2 separate regions of the Rattus norvegicus genome follow, and region 2 is linked to region 1. A link is a contact called in public Hi-C data. All regions are on one chromosome and are shown on one strand. The core of a region is the stretch at or near the end of the contact, and the rest is flanking DNA. Distances in the headings are between cores, read along the strand shown.

Region 1 (7,452 bases), core at 2,991-5,490:
GAATGGAACTGTAAAATGCCATACCACATGAGGGCACACAGGCCCATAAAGACATGTGTCATATGCCCTTTCACATATGGATTACAACATTGATCTTTTCCAGTTTGTATTTAAGTTAAGGTGAGTAACTAGAAAGGACAAGGCTTGTGAAGTGGAAGGAGACATTGAGAGGGACAGAGAGTAAAACATGTGAGTTATGGAAGTAGAAAGGTATTAATACGTATAAAAAGGATGAAAGAACTATAGCCACTGTAGTTTCTCAACATTCTGTCAGGTGACCACTTGCTTATGTTCATGTCCACCACATGTTGTACTCAGTGGGGTTTAAAAGAAATGGAGGACTTAAAGCAGCCTCATATCCCACACAGCTAGTTTCTTTGCTTCGTTATCTGACACAGTGATGAAAAAATTCTTTCTGACAAATGCCCAACAGTGGAGAGAGGGAACGTGAAGACTACACCTCCAGTAGATAGACAGAGCCTGAATAGAAGGACTGGGTTACTAACCCATAGTCAAAATTTCTGACCCAGAACTAAAAGAACTCCAGGAACAAAAATGGAGAAGAGACTGAAAAAAAAAGGCCCTTCAATGACTGGCCCATCTTGGGATGATTGGGTGGTGGGGTGGCACCAAGTGCTTACAGACAGGACCCTAGCATGGCTGACCAACAAGCCACTGACTGAGACAGATTCATATACTTACACACAACCACTGGACTGAGGTCACGGGCCCCTGCGGTTGAATTAGGGGAAGGATTGTAGAAGCTGAAGACAGCAACCCCATAGGAAGACCAGAAGTCTCAACTAACCCAGACACCAGGGAGCTCCCAGAGATGATCATACACAGGACAGTCTGAGGCCCCTGTACATATGTAGCAGAGGTCTACCTGGTCTGGCCTCAGTGGGAGATGTGCTTACTCCTCAAGAAACATGAGGCCCCAGTGAAGGAGGAGAGCACTCTGCAGGAGGCAAGGGGGGCTGAGGAATGGAATGAGGAACTGTGTGAGGTGGGACTGGGAGGAAGGCAACACTGGAATGTAAATAAATAAAATAATCAAAGTTTAAAAATTAAGACCAACCAACTTCATTTCAATATATTACTGTTAACCATGGCTACACTACTTTAAATGAGCAGCAGTTAATTTCACCGCCTATTTACACCCTTTTTAAAAGTAGTTAGGACAAAACAGCAACCCACAGATTGGGAAAAGATCTTTACCAATCCTACATCTGATAGAGGGCTAATATCCAATATACACAAAGAACTCAAGAAGTTAGTCTCCAGAGTGTCAAATAACCCTATTAAAAATGGGGTAGAGAGTTAAACAAAGAATTCTCAGCTGAGGAATATCGAATATCTGAGAAGCACCTAAATAGATGTTCAATGTCCTCAGTCATCAGAGAAATGCAAATCGAACCAACCCTGAGATTCCACCTCACAAGAGTCAGAATGGCTAAGATCAAAAATCAGGTGACAGCAGATGCTGGCAAGGATGTGGAGAAAGAGGAACACTCCTCCATTGTTGGTCTGAAAATCAGTCTGGAAATTCCTCAGAAAATTGGACATTGAACTACCTGAGGACCCAGCTATAACTCTCTTGGGCATATACCCAAAAGATGCCCCAACATATAACAAAGACACGTGCTCCACTATGTTCATAGAAGCCTTATTTATAATAGCCAGAAGCTGGAAAGAACCCAGACGTCCTTCAATAGAGGAATGGATACAGAAAATGTGGTACATCTACACAACGGATTGCTACTCAGCTATCAAAAACAATGACTTCATGAAATTCATAGACAAATGGAATGAACTAGAAAATGTCATCCTGAGTGAGGTAACCCAATCACAAAAAAACACACATGGTATGCACTCACTGATAAGTGGATATTAGCCCAAAAGTTCAAATTGCCCAATATACAATCCATAGACCACATAAAGCTGAAGAAGGATGGCCAAAGTGTGGATGCTTTAGTCCTTCTTAAAAGGGGGAATAAAAATATTCATAGGAGGAGATATGGAGACAAAGCTTGAAGCAGAGACTGAAGGAAAGGCCATTCAGAGACTGTCCTACCTGGGGACAGCTTACACACACACACACACACACACACACACACACACATACACAACCACCAAACCCAGACAATATTGCTGATGCCAAGAAAGGAGCCTGATATAGCTGTCTCCTGAGAGGCTTAGCCAGAGCATGACAAATACAGAGGTGAATGCTAGCAGCAAACCATTGAACTGAGAATGGAGTCCCCATTGGAGGAGTTAGAGAAAGAATTGAAGGAGCTGAAGGAGTTTGCAACCCCATAAGAACAACAATACCAACAACCAGAGCTCCCAGGGACTAAACCACCATCCAAAGAGTACTCATGGACAGACCCATGGCTCCACCTGTATGTGTAGCAGAGGATGGCCTTGTTGGGCACCAATGAAAGGAGAAGCCCTTGGGCCTGCCAAAGCTAGATGCCTCAGTGCAGGGAAATGTCAGGGAGGGAAGGGGGTATGATTGGGGAAGAGGAACACTTTCCTAGAAGAAAGGGGAAGAGGGAAGGGATAGAGGGTTTATGGACAGGAAACCAGGAAAGGGGATAACATTTGAAATGTAAATAACAATATCCAATTTAAAAAATTAAAATAAATAAAAAATTAAAGCAGTTTTAATTGTAGGTGTGTACCTATGCTAATGTGAATGCAGTGTGCCAGTGTGTGCCTGTGTGTGCCTGTGTGTGTCTGTGTGTGCGTGTGTGTGCCTATGTGTGAGTGTCTATTATGCATACATGTTTGCCTGGTTGCTTGTGGCCATATGCCTGTGGAGACCAGGGAACGATGTTCCGGAATTCATTCCTCACATTCTTCTCTTGATAAAGGGTCTCTCACAGAATCTGGAGCTAGGCTGGTGACCAGCAATCTCCAGCAACCCTTCCGTCTCTGCCTCCAAAGGCTGGGGTTTCTACTGTATGACTGTATGCAGTTTTTTTCCATGGGTTTCGGGTTCTGAACTATCTCCCTTCTTCTGATCTCTTCAGCCCAAATATGTGAGGTAAAAATAAGCTAAATGCTTGATTTGGTGATTATACGATAAATACATGTGCTGAGACATCACACTGCCTCCCGTAAACATGCACAATGTGTTAACTAGATGCAGTATATAAAAAATGGCTTTTTACTCTGGGCACTGTTCTTTGAGGTGGTACACGGCATGAAGAAAAATGTTTTTGTCAGAATGAATTCACTGCACTCTGAGAACTCCCAACTGTGTTCTTAGCTCCTTCTTCATTGCATTCAATAACGAATGTCTCCCACGCTAGCAGCGTTTCCCACTGATTACCTTCAATCTGTTACCTTCAGTCCTTACAATATTTCAGTTCAAGTTTCGACATCTTCATTTTCCAAGGAGTCTGGGGCTCAGTGGCAGTCATAGAGCCACTGAGCCATAGTTGTAAAGTACGCAGGTGACAGATTCAGAACATCCGAATCCAAACTCGGGTTTATCTCGATCTTCATCCCAAGTGCAGGGAACAGACTCACCCCCACACGTGGACGTGACTCTGTTAACCTTTCTTTCCTCAGATCACAGGATGACCCAAAAACGATTTGGGAAAGAAGGCTTTCTGGAGCAGTGTTTCTAAAATTGAGTATAGGCATCCATTGATCTCCGTGTGCTTGGAAAACAGAATATGCTGTGAGAGGGAAAACACAGCATAGAACTTCGAAGACAATCAAACGTCGAGAACACTGAGAAGTCTCCATTTCTCAGCCCCGGTGCATTGTCAGGGGCCATCTCAGTTCTAAATCTAACTACCTGTTGTCAGTAGGAAGGAGTGCTTCAAAATCGCCAAGTCCTTCGGTGGGGTACAGGGCCTTACAGGTTTACCACTTTTACTGTCAGGGACAAAACTCACCCCCAACACATTTGGAAACTTGACTTTCATCTTCTGGCTGTAATGGAAGCTGCGGGATGCCTCCAATCTCTGTTAGCTAATCAACAAACTGCATGCTTTGCGGTGGGAAAAGGGCAAACATTCTTCTTCAAAGCTCCTGCTGACTCACATCATCTGCTTTTAACTCCAGTATTTATTAAACTCGTGAGACTGTGCTACTATAGTTTACATTTACCAAGAACACAGCTTCAGAATATGGCTTTTAAATCACATAGTATTGGGAAGTCACTTACATATGGGATGATCACACATTGCAGGAAAAACTGTCTGGCTAAGACCTATTTTAAAATTTGTCTTTTGTCGCCTCCTGGTGGCTGCACTTTATCCTCACCCTGCCCCCACTCCACTACCAAACTTTTTTACCCTCCGCCTTTTTAACTTTTTGTTGTGGCCAAGGGAAATACTGTAAACCTGGAAAAGCAATTAAAGTCAGTACCAAGTGTCAAGTAACAGTGTACACTGAAAAAAACTATGCATAGTAAATGAACCAACAGGGCTGTAATCTCTGAATAGATTCATCTGTAATTTCTTTCTTCATTTGAGTTGCACTGAGCTCTCAACAGTGACATATAAAAGCAGTTGAAGATAATTCTTATTTTTTTTAAACCTAACTACTATTTGGATTAAGTTAACAAAATCACATAATTAAAAATTAGGTGCGGGCTCGAAACTATGTAAATACAAGTAAATTGCAATATTTAAAAAATTGGTTTTCAGGTTCCTTAAAATGGTAAGAGAAATCTGTTACACATCATTGGAAAGACATAAAACTTCTGTAAATTCCTAGTTTAACTGTAAAAGAGAAACATAATACCACTTGTTGTAGACGATCGCCACCTTGTGGACTAAACAAGAGGTGCTGCAGCTGGCGAATCTTAAGGTGGAATTTTTTTCTACTATAAAACTTTTTCAAAGAAAATTAATAATTGTAAAAAGAACATAAGTCTGATAATAATTTTATCTACCAAACTCTTGTATTAAAACACCAAGAGATATTTTATTAAAAAATTATGGCCATGATAGTTCATCCTTGAGATCCCCATTTCATACTGTATCATCTTGAACAAGTTAATTAATCATTTTAAGGCTCCCCTCTGCAATATTTCTCAAAAAATAAATAAGAAAGATTATACTCCCCTTATATCTTCAACTGTACAAGTTTGGAGTTTGTAAAAATCTCATGTCCAAGTGGAATCAATAATTTGATATTTATTAAACTCACAACTTCTTTAAATGGATTTTTTTTTTCTTTTTGAAATCTTGATTAAGATAAAAAAAATCTTCCTTGGTATCTGTCCCTATTGCTCTGAAGGGAGACTAATGCCAAATGGTTTTTGCGCTCCTAACTGACAAAGCGTGTGGTAGGAGCCATGAATCTAACTCTCCATGCTCATGAAATATGCTTATTAGCCATTGCTCTAGATAATATTTACACTCAAACAATCCTAATAGCTCCTCCATATTACCAGACTTCCTCAATCCACTGCTGCCTCCTGAGTGCTCTCTTTGATAAAGACTTCATGAGGATTATTCTGTGTCTTTAACCTGTGGATCCTTGAGACAGACAAACATGGAAGGAACTCGTTAAAGGGATCACATTGGCGTCTACTTCATTTCCTTCGAAAAGCACTTTTTTTTTTTTTCAGGAACATGGTGTGTTCAGAAAAGCCAAGTATTCTTTTAGAAGGTCAAACTTTTCACTTTGAGGTGAATGAGTTCAGGCTATCTCAGCAAATCTCAAAGTAAATAACTCTTTTAAAGTCTTTCTCTTGGGGTGTGTTAAGCTGGTGTTTCTGCAAGTTCATCTATGAAGAAATACACTCTATAGGAAGAACACCAGAAATACAGGGAACAGATGTTGGCAGAGCATAGGCGTTTTGGGTGCTGATACAAATCCAGGAGCAAGGCTTTTTACAAGTATAACATTATGCTAGTTTCTACAATGACCCAATGTTTCACCGTTGTCTCTCTGGCCAGTAAATGGAACCCCTAAGTGCTTACTTTTTCATTCAGATATTTTCTTTCAACTTACATTTTGCTTATAAAGATGTGTATTGTTATATGCTCGTGTGTCAAACACCGAGTTCTGATCTTAAGTTTTTTTCTAAATGGATTAGAGGACTCTTCTGAATGTGCACTTTTTTCACTTTAGTAATTGGCAACTCCAGCACCCAGGTCTCTGTTGAAGCGATTAAAAAAGAATCATTTCCCAGAACTACAGGTGCACAACAGATTGGAGCCATTATGCAAAAGAACAGAAATCTGGAGAGAAACCCAAAGAATATAAAAGCCATGTTCCTGGCAACCCTTTCCCCTTTAACTCAGTGCTTTTTTTTTTTCCAGCTCTATTTGGATACAGAACATGAAATATGAAAAAATTATAATGGATTTGAAGTAACCCATTTGAGATTTGAAATGTACTCCCAAATGAAAATCCCTTCCAATGAGAGCACACAAGAGACAGAAATGGGCTCACAGCCAAGTTCACATCTACTTTAAAAGGTAAAGTTGCTGTGTGAGAGTGAATAGCCTGAAGTATATCACACTTCGATTTTAAAATTACGTATTTTTCTGGTGGCCTTGCAAACTTACTTCTCTGCCTCAATTTTAAGAGATGGCGCATACACGGAGGATCTAACAGGGCGTTCAGCCACCTTAAGTATCTTCAGTCTCCGTTGCCCACTGGGTTTTATGTTCTAAGTTCTAAGCAAGAAGGGGTGACTCTGCCTTTGTTTGTATTCGTTCTCACAAGTGTCTAATCTTGCTTGTTAGCAAGGGAGGGAGAACAGAAGGGAGGGAAGCCACACAACCAGGAAAGAAAAAAAAAAAAAAAAGAGGCAGCATAACAGAAAATGGAGATGTTTCTCAAATAAAGTGGGTCGACTAGGAATGTGGGAAAGCCCACTTGTGAAGCAGGTTCTTAGACAAAAGGAAAGAGGCGGGACACCTCTCAGAGGAACAGGCCCAGCTCCTAACTGTGGAAGTCAGTTAGAGTTGAAAAGGAGATGAAGAGGTAGAAAGGAAGATGGACGACATCAAAGCTCTCTGGTGGAAGAACAAGGTTACTGTGTACAGTTAAGCTATCAGTGGAATCTTAAGCAACCAAAACTTGAGATAGGACTCCTCCGGTGGGTGCAATCACCAGGAAGTTATTAAGAGCTTTGAAAGAGGTTGTGGTGGCCTTGTTTCTCCTAACCACTTTTTTTTAAAAAATTCGGTCCTCCCTGGTGTGGGAGATAGTTTTTATATTTTCATGTAGGCTATCTAGAACCCTGGGAAAGTGTCTGACAGAAAGCCTTGGAAGAGGACACCTTGGAAGATTGTAAGGGACTGTGTGAGGCCCACAAATAGAGTAAGATCTGGGGAGGAGCAAAGGGACGCGGATCAACCAAGAGCCAACCCAGCAACTGATGGGGGTGGGGCCGCCAGTCCGGAGCCCAGAACTGGGAAGGGCAGGGAGCAAGAGCGCGCTGGTGTGAGCCCGCCGGTCTGCCTCGGGACT
Region 2 (7,452 bases), core at 3,078-5,577, 100 kb before region 1:
GCACCTGTAGATGCTGTTCCCTTTCTTCTCTTCCGTATTTGTATTTTCCAGGTTGGAGTCCAAGTACCTATTGATCTTCTTGGCGCCATTTCTGAACTGTGAATTCTTTGCAAACATCAGTCATGGCTTACTCACCTTCACAAGTCCCCAGAGAGTCTCCCGGAACCTTTCACACCTTGACATGTATTTTCATAAGCTACGTAGGTTTTAAGAGGTGTTTGCAGAGTGGATATAATTAAGAGGTAGAAGATTGCAGTTTCGGCAGAGTGTGTCACTAGTAGTCCCTTTTCGTGGAAGCATCAGCTTGTGACTGACCAGTAGATGGTTGATGCCTCATGCAATCCCTGTGTCAGTAAGTTTGAACTCCACATCTTTGGCTTATGGTGAGTCTCTTGCACACTCACCCAGGAGCTACCTCAGTTCCAGAATGGAACACACAAACACACACACACACACACACACACACACACAGACACACACACACACAGACACACACACAGACACACACACAGACACACACACACACACCAATTATGTTTAAAATGCCTTGGCTACCTTAAAGGCACTGCACTCCTAAATTTTTTTGCTAACCCAGGCCCAACCAGGAAGTGGCCAGTGGCTACCACACCCCCAACCCCAAATTCTCACATGGCTGGTTGGCTTTCTCTCCTGCAGCTCCTGCATCCCATCTTTCTACCCTGAGTCATGGAAATTCTTCCTTTCTGTCTCCCCAGTCCTAGCCTGAGCAAATCTAAGGGCCCTGCCCATTCTCCCTTTGTCCAGCCATTGATCACTGGCATCTATATTGATCAATCGAAAACCAACTGGGGACAATGACTTCAGCGTTTGGATTCCCGATTAAAACAAAGCATTAGAACAAACCCCCAACAAATCCCCACAGCAATTTTGAACTCGCAGCATTCTATAGTAGAAAATATTTCTTTGAGGAAATGTAAAGTTTATACGTCTGTGATTTTGGATCATGTATTCAATAAATGTGTTAAAAAATAATTCTTATTACCTATGCAGAAAAAGTAGCTATTAGAGCAAAATGTAATCAATGGCTCCATCTAACATGGTGAACAATATATTTTTTTCTTCTTATTGCAAAACTAAAGACTGCTGTTTTGACCTACTGAAATACTACTCTAAATTAATACTGGTTAATTTCTGCTCTGGAACAACTTGGTTGCACAGGTTCACTGGTGCAGTCTCTGTTTCAAATAGTAACTAACTTTCTACAGAATGCAAATACCTTCCACAGAAACTAAATACATGGAGAAAAAAATCCCCAAACCAAACCAAAACAAAACAAACAGCACACACACCAAAAAAAAAATAAGTAATTAAACATCAATAATATTTACTTATTGTATCCCAAGCTCTATCTGCCTCTATCCCTGTAACAAATACTGCCAGCAAACACTTACTATTTCATGCTCACACTTTGAAACAAATCTGCTCTTAACATATTTCCAAACATTTGGTTAATTGGTCTGAATTCTAATGTCATTCATTTATCAGAAATGAAGGCATGAAATTCAGATTGCGTTCCTTTAAGAGAGCAACAGGTTTTAGAGATGACAAAAGGCTTCAGTGAGGGTAAAGTCATCGGGAAATCCATAAGGAACCTGTCCACAAATGAAAACAATTGCAGTTAGCAGCCTTACCCCAGGGTCACCTGAAAGACCTGCTTTCTAAATGATTCTGTGAGACACAGATGAGTAAGTTGCACCTTTCAAATAAAAATTGTTTTTGGAAACTTTGTTTGATACCAAATATTGTACTTTATTATTTTTTTTGGAAAGTGGCGTAAAAGAAATAAAGTCTGTATCTTAATTACTTACCAATTGTGGTGACAAAAAAAAAAAATCAGGACAGAATAAAATAATAAAAGTTGAAAATGTTTAATTGGGCTTACGGCTTCAGAGGATTTGAGTCCATGATGGCAGGGTCAGCTGAGAGCTCACATCTTGATTCCAACGCTGGAAGCAGAGAGCGTTTCTCCTGAGTGATGTACCTCCTCCAATAAAGCCGCACCTCCCAACTCTTCCCGAACCTCTCCACCAACTGGAGACCGCACGTATGCACCTATGGGGGCTGTTCTCATGCTGGCCTCTGCTACACGAATAGGTACCAGGTAATCTTCCCTGGAGTTACTTTGGTCGTCGTAAACCTGAAGGCTACTGGGCCACGGAGAAGATGGCCGGTACCTCCATTCTCTGCCTTTGATGCTTGCCCACTGCCTTGGAATGCTGACTACAGGAAACCTACTTGATCATCTTGAGGATTGAGGAGCAAGTGTTTCAGCAGCAGCCTCCTTCTAGGTCCTGATTGGTTTCAGGATCCAGCCAGTCTTTCTCAACTTCTCCCATGTCCACCCCCCCCACACACACCTTGTTCTGTCTCTCTGAAACCCATGCCCTCTTTTACCTTAACTGTTGTTTCTTGGACTGCCTGGTACCTTACCTGAGAATGTACTATTTGGGGGAGCTATGCAAGTGCACCTGCTCTCCTCTGAAGCAATGAAGCTGAAAAGGATGGAAATGTGTAAATTATATGAGGTGTGTGCGGATTCCAGTATTGGACCTGCCTGCCACCCATCAGCTTGCTCTGAGAAAGCCAGTGGGTTTTCCAGTTCACCTTCTTAGAATTGATAATGAGAGGGGAAAAGGGATGGAGGAAGTAAGTGGCAGGGGCCATGCCATCTGCCCACTAATAACCACCAATCACCTCCCCTAAAGTATTCTTCCATTGGAATAGGAGCTTTGGAAATGATCCTGGAAGCAAGAGTAGGGGACCGACAGTAAGTGAATGACTTAGGAGAGATGTAGTAAGTGAATGACTTAGGAGAGATGTAGTAAGTGAATGACTTAGGAGAGATGTAGTGAGTAAACAAACAAAGGAGTGCTTGCCATTTAATTACCTTTTAAGAAGGAAAGAGAGAAAGTGTGAGCACAAATATAAAAGTTTGGGGTGGGGGTGCTGAATTCCCTTCAAGAGTTAACTCTTTCCCACCCTGACATCCTACAGCTCAAAGAGTTCCAGTGGCTGGGATAAGTGACAGATTGTGGGCACTGACCAACTATGCGCTGGAAAAAGCTGGGAGCACCGCCATTTATACACAAAGCCAAGGACTTCCCAGGCCGCAGCCGGCCCTGTTGGGGTCACCGCAGTGCTGCATGCCCAGAGACGCGCCAGGAAGCACCCGTGGCTGCCCGGCTGCTCAGCTGGTGGCCGGGAGAAGTTAGTCACCCCTAACCCGAAGTCAGCAAGTGTTGGAGCTTGAACAAGCTAGAAGATGAAAAGTCTGGAGATCAGCTACCCAGACGACTGGAGGGAGCCAGGGAAAAGAAAGATGGACTTGGGAGTGCACGGGCAGCTGCCCTGTCCAGTGAAGTTACCAGGTCAACAAGGCCAGAGCGCACCGGCCCACAAAATGAGGCAAGAACTTCATATCCCGTGCAAGAACAGCAAGGGGAAGGAGCTAGGGAGAGACTTTAAAAACACACCAAAACACCCCTTAAGGAGATGAGGTAAGCCGAGGTTAGCCAACCCCGTTTGGTTGTGAAATACCACAACAGACCCTGAGTTGCTGTGGCTTTAAATGAGGCCAAGTGAATTTTCTTGTTTTCTGCCCAAATGCTGTCTCTCTCTCAATCTCTCTCTCCCCCTTGCTCCCTCCTTTGTCTCTCCTTCCACCTTGTTAGCTAGGTTCTGGTCCCTTCCTCTTTCCGGGTCTCCCTTTCCTCGATCACCCTCCGCCTCTCCCGGCGCCCTCCCCCATCAGATTAGGCGCGGACCGGGAAGGGTGGGAGTGGTGGGGGAAGCTCTCCCTTTAAGAGGCAGCGTGCAGTGACGAATTGTTGAAATTGCCATTGCAGGATGGCACGCCGCTATAAATTCATTGTCCCACCTCCTCGCATCTTCACAGCGCCTGAGCCGCTCTCCGCGCCCGCAGCAGCCGCCGACTGGGGATGATCCCGGGCGGGAGAACGCGGCAACGGAAGGGACCAGGACGCGCCGCCTCGCTGGCTCTCCGCAGGCCGCCTCCTAGCTTTTGATTTTAAACATTTTAGGTGTTTTCTTTCTTTCTCTCTTTTCTTTTCTCCCGTCTCATTTCTCCCCGCCTTCGGGTTCCAGCAGAGCCGAGGAAGCCCTCAGAATAAGAAAGGAAGTGGGTCGGAGCTTGGAAGCTCTGCAGCCGGCCAGCCCCGGGCTTCGAGGGGGCGGGAGCCAACGCGCACCAGTTGCGGGCCGGGAGCGCGGTCCCCCTCCTTACTCTCTTTGCTCGTTTGTTTTAATCTGTTTGTGCAAAAATCTTGTCTGCGTTGGGCCTCTCTCCTTTATTTTGTATTCGGTAGCTCTCCAACTCCTGGCTTTTGCTCCCACCACCACCACCCTTTATTTAATTTTTTTAAATATTTTTAATTTTTTTTTCTTCCTCCGTCTCTTGGACCTCAATTCCAAACATTTTCCAAACCAACAAAGAAAAGTTCGCACGCTGGCACCGCGGCCAGGACAGCCTGGCGCTCTGCTGCGGGTTCCCCCTACCCTTTCCTGGACACTTGACTCAACCTTGCAAGCAAGTGTGTAGAGTGTGTGGGTGTGGGAGGGTGGGTGGGAGGGTGAGCCCCCCACCCCCGCCCCTGAAACTTCTATAGCAAATAGCAAACATCCAGCTAGACTCAGTCGCGCAGCCCCTCCCGGCGGGCAGCGCACTATGCGGCTCGAGTGGGCGTCCTTGCTGCTGCTACTGCTGCTGCTGTGCGCGTCCTGCCTGGCCCTGGCCGCTGACAACCCTGCCGCGGCACCTGCCCAGGATAAAACCAGGCAGCCTCGGGCTGCTGCAGCGGCTGCCCAGCCCGACCAGCGGCAGTGGGAGGAAACACAGGAGCGGGGCCATCCGCAACCCTTGGCCAGGCAGCGCAGGAGCAGCGGGCTGGTGCAGAATATAGACCAACTCTACTCTGGCGGTGGCAAAGTGGGCTACCTTGTCTACGCGGGCGGCCGGAGGTTCCTGCTGGACCTGGAGAGGGATGACACAGTGGGTGCTGCTGGTGGCATCGTTACTGCAGGAGGGCTGAGCGCATCCTCTGGCCACAGGGGTCACTGCTTCTACAGAGGCACTGTGGACGGCAGCCCTCGATCCCTAGCTGTCTTTGACCTCTGTGGGGGTCTCGATGGCTTCTTCGCAGTCAAGCATGCGCGCTACACTCTGAAGCCGCTCTTGCGTGGGTCCTGGGCAGAGTCCGAACGAGTTTACGGGGATGGGTCTTCACGCATCCTGCATGTCTACACCCGCGAGGGCTTCAGCTTCGAGGCCCTGCCGCCACGCACCAGTTGCGAGACTCCAGCGTCCCCGTCTGGGGCCCAAGAGAGCCCCTCGGTGCACAGTAGTTCTAGGCGACGCACAGAACTGGCACCGCAGCTGCTGGACCATTCAGCTTTCTCGCCAGCTGGGAACGCGGGACCTCAGACGTGGTGGAGGCGGAGGCGCCGTTCCATCTCCAGGGCCCGCCAGGTGGAGCTCCTCTTGGTGGCTGACTCTTCCATGGCCAAGATGTATGGGCGGGGCCTGCAGCATTACCTGCTGACCCTGGCCTCTATTGCCAACCGGCTGTACAGTCATGCAAGCATCGAGAACCACATCCGCCTGGCCGTAGTGAAAGTGGTGGTGCTGACCGACAAGAGTCTGGAGGTGAGCAAGAACGCGGCCACGACCCTCAAGAACTTTTGCAAATGGCAGCACCAACACAACCAGCTAGGTGATGACCATGAGGAGCACTACGATGCAGCCATCCTGTTCACCAGAGAGGTAGGTGATGCAGGTGGGTACCCAGCTCTAGGATGCAGACAGGTGGAAGGGAGGGTCTTGCTGGCGGCTCTGCTTTTCCCATAAATGACTTGTCACTCAGTAGAGATTTACTTAAATGCATCTTGTGACACACTCAGCCTCCACTTTCACTCAGCTTTTCTGCTTAGCCTCTGCCTTAATCCTTGCTTTAAGTGAGGGAACCGGCTTAGGAGATCAACATTCACTAGACTAGATGCCAGGCAGACAGGACAGCGGAGTGTATGATCATGATAAGGGGATATGCTCGTGTGTGGGGAGAAAGTGTACAGTTGAATGGCAAAAGGGAAAAAGTAAGACTGTCTCTGAAATTGGGTGTTTTCTACTTCGCAGTGAAGACAAAAGTTCTACTTTGTCCAACTTAACGAGAAGTTGGCAGTTGTTTTTATCTGATTGATGGCCTCCCTTGTAAATGTCCTTAAACGAACTCTTCTGCAACACTAGCCTTTTCCAAAGGACTCCTTTTTCTAATGTGGCTTCCAAATGGGCTTCTGACATATCCACCTTGGAATCTGAGTTCCTGAGAAGGAAGGAATGTGGGAGGGACAGGAGGATGCAGAAGCCCAATCAGCGGTGAGGACAAACCCCAAGGCCCTCTACCAGCACATCAGAAGCACCACCCTTCCACCCGGCTGCCAAACAAGGGTCAAATCCAGTTGGAAGGTTTGGGGTTTGGATGAATGTGTTTCTGAAGTTCTGGGCAGAGCTTCAGGATGTGGGGAAGAATGTTTTCCAAGGACTTCCCCACGTTAAGGATGATGGTTACAGAGAAGGAAAAGAGATGGGTCATTATAAGCCCAGACATTCTGGGAGCAACAAATCTATTTACGCAGTTAGCAGACCACCATGTTAGCATGACAGTTCAGACAAAACGTCTTGCTGGTAGTTGTGAGCCCGAGCATTTAGAAAGCTCCCCCCATTACCATTCCTTATGTATCCCCCTCCCAGTCCTGTTGAATTTCTTCTTCCCAGCCAATCCTTTTCTGCCGCCGTGTTTATGTGCACGTGTACAATAGGTGATCACAGCTTCATTGTCTGAATGATGGGATGGCTATGCCTGGCATATCTAGAAGAGAGCATGCCTGCTGTCATAGTCCTGTCCCCTACTCCTCTCCTCAATTTCCCTTGGTATATATCACCCATCCAGGTTGAGCACTAGGCTATCCATTCTTAGCACTGTGGTATGTTATAAGTCTGATTTAAGCTTGGCTTATTGCCAATTTCAATTTCTCTGCCTAACTTGTGCCTTTCCCATGGCTGTGAAGGGCTGATGTTTAAGGATCATTTTAGGTATATGAAATCCATCCAGTGTAACTTAAGTAACAACAAACTCTTACTGTGTACAGTTGCAAACTGTTACCAAAGAGGAAGGATAGATAATTCAATGGCAGGCTATAGGAGTTTCAGGGTACCAAAGCTTCCCAACCTAAATTTTCTATTTTTAATAAGGTATCCATGCTATGAAGAAAAAAAGTGTTGACAAAGTCAGATGAGAGAAACATTTGCTATTCATGAGGTGGATGTAATTGTAACCCACCAACAAAGACACCAGAAGCAGTGTCCAGGGGAGAAGTAGGCATCACAGCTTTTGTGTGCTG

What was found. A called contact is a pair of places that touch in the nucleus more often than the background predicts.
Region 2: a contact with region 1 is called in a Hi-C map of psoas muscle, with 1.8 times the contacts expected there. The contact joins the promoter of Adamts5 here to the enhancer-like site in region 1. A contact is called at or near these places in 2 of 12 Hi-C or Micro-C datasets (Schwann cells and psoas muscle).

The regions. Positions count from the first base shown.
Region 1 is chr11:38,428,574-38,436,025 of GRCr8, reverse strand. No RefSeq gene overlaps it. Among named protein-coding and RNA genes, the nearest start is that of Adamts1, 4.9 kb to the right of the region's middle. Within about 2 kb of position 4,240, at least 2 of the 93 cell types and tissues checked have an H3K27ac peak or open chromatin away from gene starts, as enhancers often do.
Region 2 is chr11:38,530,391-38,537,842 of GRCr8, reverse strand. It overlaps Adamts5 (ADAM metallopeptidase with thrombospondin type 1 motif, 5), which reads left to right and starts at 4,327. Exons shown (of 8, transcript NM_198761.2): 1 at 4,327-5,818. The coding sequence starts at 4,724. LOC102552725 (a long non-coding RNA gene) reads right to left here and starts at 1,619. Exons shown (of 3, transcript XR_010056031.1): 1 at 1-1,619.